2 separate regions of the Sus scrofa genome follow, and region 2 is linked to region 1. A link is a contact called in public Hi-C data. All regions are on one chromosome and are shown on one strand. Each heading gives the region's core, a stretch centred on a gene start, on an enhancer-like site or on the middle of the called end of the contact. The rest is flanking DNA. Distances are from core to core; before and after follow the strand shown.

Region 1 (3,285 bases), core at 676-3,175:
AAGTTGAGACTTGGAGGATTAGGAATCATCCTTGAAACAATTTTGGGGAATATTCCAGAAAGAGAATAGTTAAATACAAAGGCTCTGAGATAAACATATGCTTGGGGTAATAAAGGAGCAAAATAAAATTATGTAGTTGAAGTGTAGTTCTGGAGGGAACATGCTAGGAGAAGTAAGTAGTAAGGAAATAAGTAGGTTGGAGAAGTAAAAGTAAACAGTAACCAGATTGTGCAGGTTCTAGGACACAGTAGGGCATTTGGATTTTGTTGCAAAGGTAATGGCAAGCCACAGGGAGTTTTCACCAAGAGTGATATGATCTAATAAAACAAAAAACCAAATAAACTCTCTCAGGTACTGTGTGGGCAATAGTCTGTAGAAGACTAGATTAAGGGGGAAGTAAGGAGCCAGCAGGTCATTCCAATTGTTTCTTTGTTTCTTCTTTTTATGGCTGCACCTGCAGCTTATAGAAGTTCCCAGACTAGGGGCCCAATCTGCTGCTGGCCCATGCCACAACCACAGCAATGCTGGATCTGGGCTGCTCTGCTACATCTTGTGGCAGCACGGGATCCTTAATCCACTGAGCAGAGTCAGGGATTGAAGCACATCCTCATGGATACTCTGTAGAGTTCTTAACCAGTTGAGCCACAGTGGGAACTCCCTTATTGCAACTGTTTGTGAGGAGATGATGGTGGCCTGGGCTGGAGTTGCAGAAGGGGAAGAATGGGAAGTGGAAAGATTTGAGATATTTTATTTTTATGTTTTTGTCTTTTTAGGGCTGCACCTATGGCATATGGAGGTTCTCAGGCTAGGGGTCGAATCGGAGCTATAGCTGCTAGCCTACACCACAGCCACGGCAACATGGGATCCGAGCCATATCTGTGACCTACACCACAGCTTACGGCAATGCCGGATCCTTAACCCACTGAGAGAGGCACGGGATTGAACCTTCATCCTCATGGATGCTAGTCGGGTTTGTTAACCACTGAGCCATGATGGGAACTCCAGATTTGAGATATTTTAGAAATAGAGTTGACAGAACTTGCAGATAGACTGAGTGCAGAGGCTGAGGGAGAGGGAACAAAAATGACTCAGGTTCCTCTACTGCAACTGGGAGGATGTTTGGGTCATTTATTGAGATGGGCAAGACTGGGCAGGCACAGGTTTTGCATGAGGATGTGTGTGAGAAATTAGAGTTTTGTATTAAGTTAGAGATGGTCGATAGGCACTCAAGGGGATGTACCTGGTAGGCAGGGGAAGTAGGGGTCTGTAACTCCAGGGGGAGTTCATGCTTTAACCCATAACACAGCAGTATGCAATAGAAATAGAAAATGAGCCACATAATTAAAAATTTCCCAGTAGTCGGAGTTCCTGTAGTGGCTCAGCAGTAATGAACTGGACTAGTATCCATGAGGACTTGGGTTAGATCCCTGGCCTGGCTCAGTGGGTTAAGAATCTGGTGTTGCCATTAGCTGTGGTATAGGCCACAGATGCAGTTTGGATTCTGTGTGGCTGTGGCTGTAGCTGTGGCTGTGGCCCGCAGCAGCAGCTCTGATTCAACCCCTAGTCTGGGAACTTCCATATGCTGCAGGTGCAGCCCTGAAAAGCAGCAGTCACATTAAAATAGTAAAAAGAAACAGGTGAAACTATTTTTTTTCTTTTTTTTTCCCCCTGCAACCACGGCATGTGGAATTTTCCAGGCCAGGGATGGAACCTGTGCCACAGCACCAACCCAAGCCGCTGCAGTGACAAGGCGGGATCCTAAATCTGTGCGCCACAAGAGAACTCCATAGGTGAAACTAAAATAATATATTTAGCCTTCCAAATTCCAAATATTATCTCAGTACATAATCAATATAAAATTATTGACGAGACAGGCTGCATTCCTTCTTAGACATCCGGTGTGTATTTTATATTTAGAACACATTTAATTTGCATTCACCACATTTCAAGCGCGTCGTTGCTGCACGCCGGATAGAAGTTATCAAACGGTTCAGCGCAGGGACTTCCAGGCCGGGAGCTTGGACCCACCCGGAGGGCACAGTAACGCACTTCCGCCGGAACATCCCGGACCGAAATCGCGGAGGAACGGAAGTTGCGCGTGAGCGTGCGCAGTCGCAGACTGCTGAACCGGGATCTGGGGCAGCTGAGAGGTTCTTCAGCCGTTAGACGCCAGTCACTCTGACTGCGGGAGGTGAGCGGTGCCCCGGGAGAAAGTGGCCTGTGCCCAGGCCCACGGGCCGCGTATGGAGCTGGAGGGGCAGGGGGGCCCCAGGAATGCGCGGTGTTCAAGGGGAGGATAGAGCAGTGGTTATGGCGCGTTCTCTGGAATCAGACTGTTGTAATTCGCACCCTAGCCCCTTGCTTACTCATTTGTGATCTTGGCCAAGTCACCCCTCTTCCCCTCCAGCCTTAGCTTTGTCACCTGTGAAGTGGCGGTGATAGAACCTGCCTCCTGGTTGTGTGAGGATTAAATAGGATAATCCACGTGAAGCGCTCAATACCGCTTCTGACACATTGTAGTCACCCAGTAAGATGTATAGGCTGCTTTATTGCTTATTTATATTGAGACAAGGCTGTTGTCTCATCGTTTTTGTCGACTGCCGATTTATGTTGGGCCCCACAGAGGCCCCTACGTTGTGCTAGGCGAGCATTTTATTTATGTTACCACATTTGATCCTCACAACAGACACGGAGATAGGTTCTATAATAGATACTATTTTTCTCATTTTACACATGAGGAAGTGGAAGCTCCCAGAACTTAAGAAGCTTCCAGGTGTTCAAAGATACCTGGCCAGGCCAAAGATGGGTCAGACTCTGATTTTAGGGTCTTAACCACAATGCTCTTTGCCCACCCTTAAAGGGGGCATGGGCTGCAGATGTGCAATTAAGTTATGCCTTTATGTCTCACCACCTCTGAGAGGTATTTTTATCCTTATTTTATAGAGGTGGAATTGGAGGCCCAGAGACATGAATTTGACTTGCCCAAGGTCACACAAGTTAAAGGGCAGAAAGAGTTGACTTTATAGCTCACAGTAGAAGTGTGCTGTTCTCTGTCACTTGAAAGTAGGTTGGCATTGTTCCTGCCCGAAGTGCTGGTGCCACATATGGCAAGTGATTAGGTTGGAGAAGTAACAGGCCACATGTCATTTTACGTGTAAAACACCTGTCATGTTCTAGAATGGGAGATATGAAGAATGTAGAAATGAATGAGATTTGTTCTCTGCTCTCTGGGACCTCCCAGCTCCCAGGGTTAGGTAGTAATTAATAGCTAAGTGTGATGAGTCT
Region 2 (3,291 bases), core at 657-3,156, 79 kb before region 1:
CCTACATCAGCACACAGCCTGGTGCTTAGCAGATGGTCAATGCTGAATCTAACTGTAACATGAAAACCTCACTGAAAAAAAATCCTCTCAACATTTTAATGTAACTTACTATATGCTTCCAGATTAAGAGACAAAGTATACTAAGCACATTGCCTGGGAATGTAATATAGAATTCTCTTAGGAACACTATAAATAAATAAACAAAACAAACTTCAGTTACATAACAGAACCAAGAATTGTATGTTAGGGCCTATTTTAAACTGAACACTGCATAAAAGAGATGTGGGTATAAAAAATTTAAGTTCTGATAAAAGGTCCTTTCACTATACAAAGATAGTGTACCTTTGTCAGACCTAAGCTCCAAGAGGAATGGATCAAACTATCAAAAGCAGCAACTTTGCATTTCCTCAATCCAACCTTTAATGGGTATCAAACAAAGAGAGGCTATGGAAAGTGTCCCTTTTATGTGTGGAAGAACATGGGCTCTGAGGCTGGATCCACAGGGTTCCTTCTGTTCCTCAGTGTCATCCTCTACAAAATGGGCTTACACAAATACTTAACTCTTATTTATACCATAATCAGGATTAAAGAAAAAAAACATGCAAAATGGATTTGTTTCCCCATTTAACATGTCTCTTCCCCCTCCTCCCAAATAAACTCGAAGCTTGAGTTTGGTCTATCTAGTTGTTCCTATATTCCCAGAGCCAAAATGGTACTTTTTACTTAATAGATGATTTAATAAATATTAAATGAATAGAATGCAAAAAGCCTACTGCTCAAAAAAAAATGTTGGCTATTATTGCTACTGTAACAAGAAACAATTAAAATTTTATCGTTGTTATTAAGAGACCCACCCCGCCCCCAAAGATCTTATGATTCTAGGAGGAACAGTAGATAAATGCTAAAAAGGAAAAATGGAGGTAAGAAAAGCAATTGGATCATAAAGCAGGACTAACCAAAGACAAAATTAAAATCTCACACAAACAAAAAACCAGAGACCAATCTAAAGCTTTTCCAAGTGAGGTTCACCCTGGACGAGGTTTATTAGCGATTATAGTAATGACAATTTCCACACTTGTGTATGTGCTAAAGTCCATGCCAAGCCTCCCACTTGGACACACAAAACCCACAACTGGGGTAGGGAGGGGCTGAAGATGCTCTTTACATCTTCATTTTGCAGAAGGGGAAATCGAGGCTCGAAGAGACCCAAGGTCACAGCCTGTGAGTGGGGGAACCGGGATGGAAACCCAGGCAGACCAACCCCTGAGTCGGCACTCAACAGGCCCCTCGGAGGCAACATCCTCGCTTCCTATACCATCCGCCACACACCCCTCGAAATTGGGCGTGTGTACTACTTCTCCAGGGTCGGACTTTGTGGCCCCGGAGCCGGGAGAACAAAACAATCCTTGTCCGCGGGCAAGTTCGATGGACGCCAGCCCGGCCGCGGCTGCGAGGCCGCGGTCCCCACAGATTCGCTCAGTCCATGAGCTCCGAGCCCTCGAGCAGTGCAGGAGACGCTCGGGCGGCCACGGGAGCCCAGGAAGGCCCGGCCTGCCTCATGACCTTGGATCTGCCGCCCTTCTTGGGGCCTCAGTTTACCACCCCGGCCTCGCGCTGGGGGCCTCCCGGGAGCTCGCGCTTGTGGAGCCGCAGGCCCCTCACACGCCCCCCTCAGCCGCCCGCCTTCCCGCCCCGCTTACGCTGGAAGGCGGCCGCTCCGGGGACGCCCACCATCGCCGAGCGCCAACGCCAAGCGCCTCCGCCTCCACCGGCGGCCCGGGTCCCTCGCAGGAGCCTCCGCGGGACCTGAAGCCGCCAAGCTCTCCAACCCCAGAGCCGCCGCTGCTGCCGCCGCCAACGCCACCGTTAGGCCGCGCGCCGCCCCGCCCCCCAGATGGCCCCGCCCCGTTCGCCTGGCACGCCCCGCCGCGCGCTCTCGCCTGCCAGGCCAACGCACGCGGAAGCCCGGCCCCAAGACGAGTTCCCACTAAACTCCAACCCCCTGACCTGCCCCGCCCCTTCCGCGCGAACCTACCACCCTATCCCGGAGCATCCTGCTTCTCAGTCCCGCCCCGCCTGCGTCACGCGCGCCCATCACGTGCACGGCCCAATCTTCAGACACTGGGATTCCTGCTGTGGTGAGGAAAGTGACTGGAGCCCAGAGGCGGAGCCCTAGGGGGAGGAGCTTAGGGGGGAGGGACACCGCCTCACCTGAGTTGTAGAGATTAAGGTCTAGTCGTTTTTTATGCCTGTCGTTTGGCGAGTCACTTCCCCTTTTTGGCCTGCAGTGTTTCAAATGTCTGAAATGCCATTTCCAGGAGTTCCCATTATGGCTCAGTGGTAACAAACTCTGATTAGTATTCATGAAGATGCCGGTTGGATCCCCGGCCTCCCTCAATGGGTTAAGTATCGGGCAAGTGTTGTCGTGAGCTGTGGTGTAAATTGCAGACGCAGCTCAGAGGATCATGCATTGCTATGATTGTGCTGTAGGCCCCCAGCTGAAGCTCCTATTCAACCCCTAGCCGGAACTTCCATATGCCACAGGCGAAGCCCCAAGAAGCAAAAAATAAAAATAAAAATATAAAAATAAAATGTCATTTCCATAAAATTAATAATTGTTGGCTATCATTATGTAGAGCTATTTTTATACACGCCATACAGTTAATCCTCACAATGAGAGAGAAAAATATCATCATTCTCACTTTTCTACAAATGCAAAAAGGGATTTTTCCACCAAATACCTTATCCACTGGTTATTGTTAGCAAAAAGCAGAGGTGGGATTGGAAGCGAGGAACTCTGACTTAAGACCCAGTTCTTTGAGCTACTCTGAACTATTCTGCCTCCCAAAGTCTCAAAAACAGGGATTAAAATTAAAGCAAGAGATTAATAATTCCAAACTCCTCTATGTACAAAGATACTGTAAACAAAGTTCTCTTGATTTGCTTGTCTTTTATAAGCAAAGGACTGAGATAAAATATTGGCAACATATTCAACAAAGAATATTCAAAATAAAGAACTCCTTAAAACTAATAAGAAAAATAATTTGATAGAAAAATGGACAAAGAGGAGTTCCTTGGTGGCTAAGTGTCTTAAAGATCTGGTATTGTCACTGCTGTGGGTCAGGTCACTGCTATAGCATGATATTCCTGGCCACAGAACTTCTGCATGCCTCGGATATGGCAAAAAACAAAACAAAAAAACAAAGAATGAATAAACATGGTGTTCCCTTCGTGGCTCAGTGGTTAACAAATCCGACTAGGAACCATGAGGTTGCAGGTTCGATTCTTGGC

What was found. Hi-C and Micro-C count contacts between places; a contact is called where the count stands out from the background.
Region 2: a Hi-C map of skeletal muscle shows a contact between it and region 1, with 2.5 times the contacts expected there. The contact joins the promoter of CBFA2T2 here to the promoter of CDK5RAP1 in region 1. A contact is called at or near these places in 4 of 47 Hi-C or Micro-C datasets (heart right ventricle, psoas muscle and skeletal muscle).

What each region holds. Positions count from the first base shown.
Region 1 is chr17:36,909,984-36,913,268 of Sscrofa11.1, reverse strand. It overlaps CDK5RAP1 (CDK5 regulatory subunit-associated protein 1), which reads left to right and starts at 1,925. Exons shown (of 13, transcript XM_013985267.2): 1 at 1,925-2,191.
Region 2 is chr17:36,988,690-36,991,980 of Sscrofa11.1, reverse strand. It overlaps CBFA2T2 (protein CBFA2T2), which reads right to left and starts at 1,906. Exons shown (of 11, transcript XM_021078106.1): 1 at 1,701-1,906. The coding sequence starts at 1,734.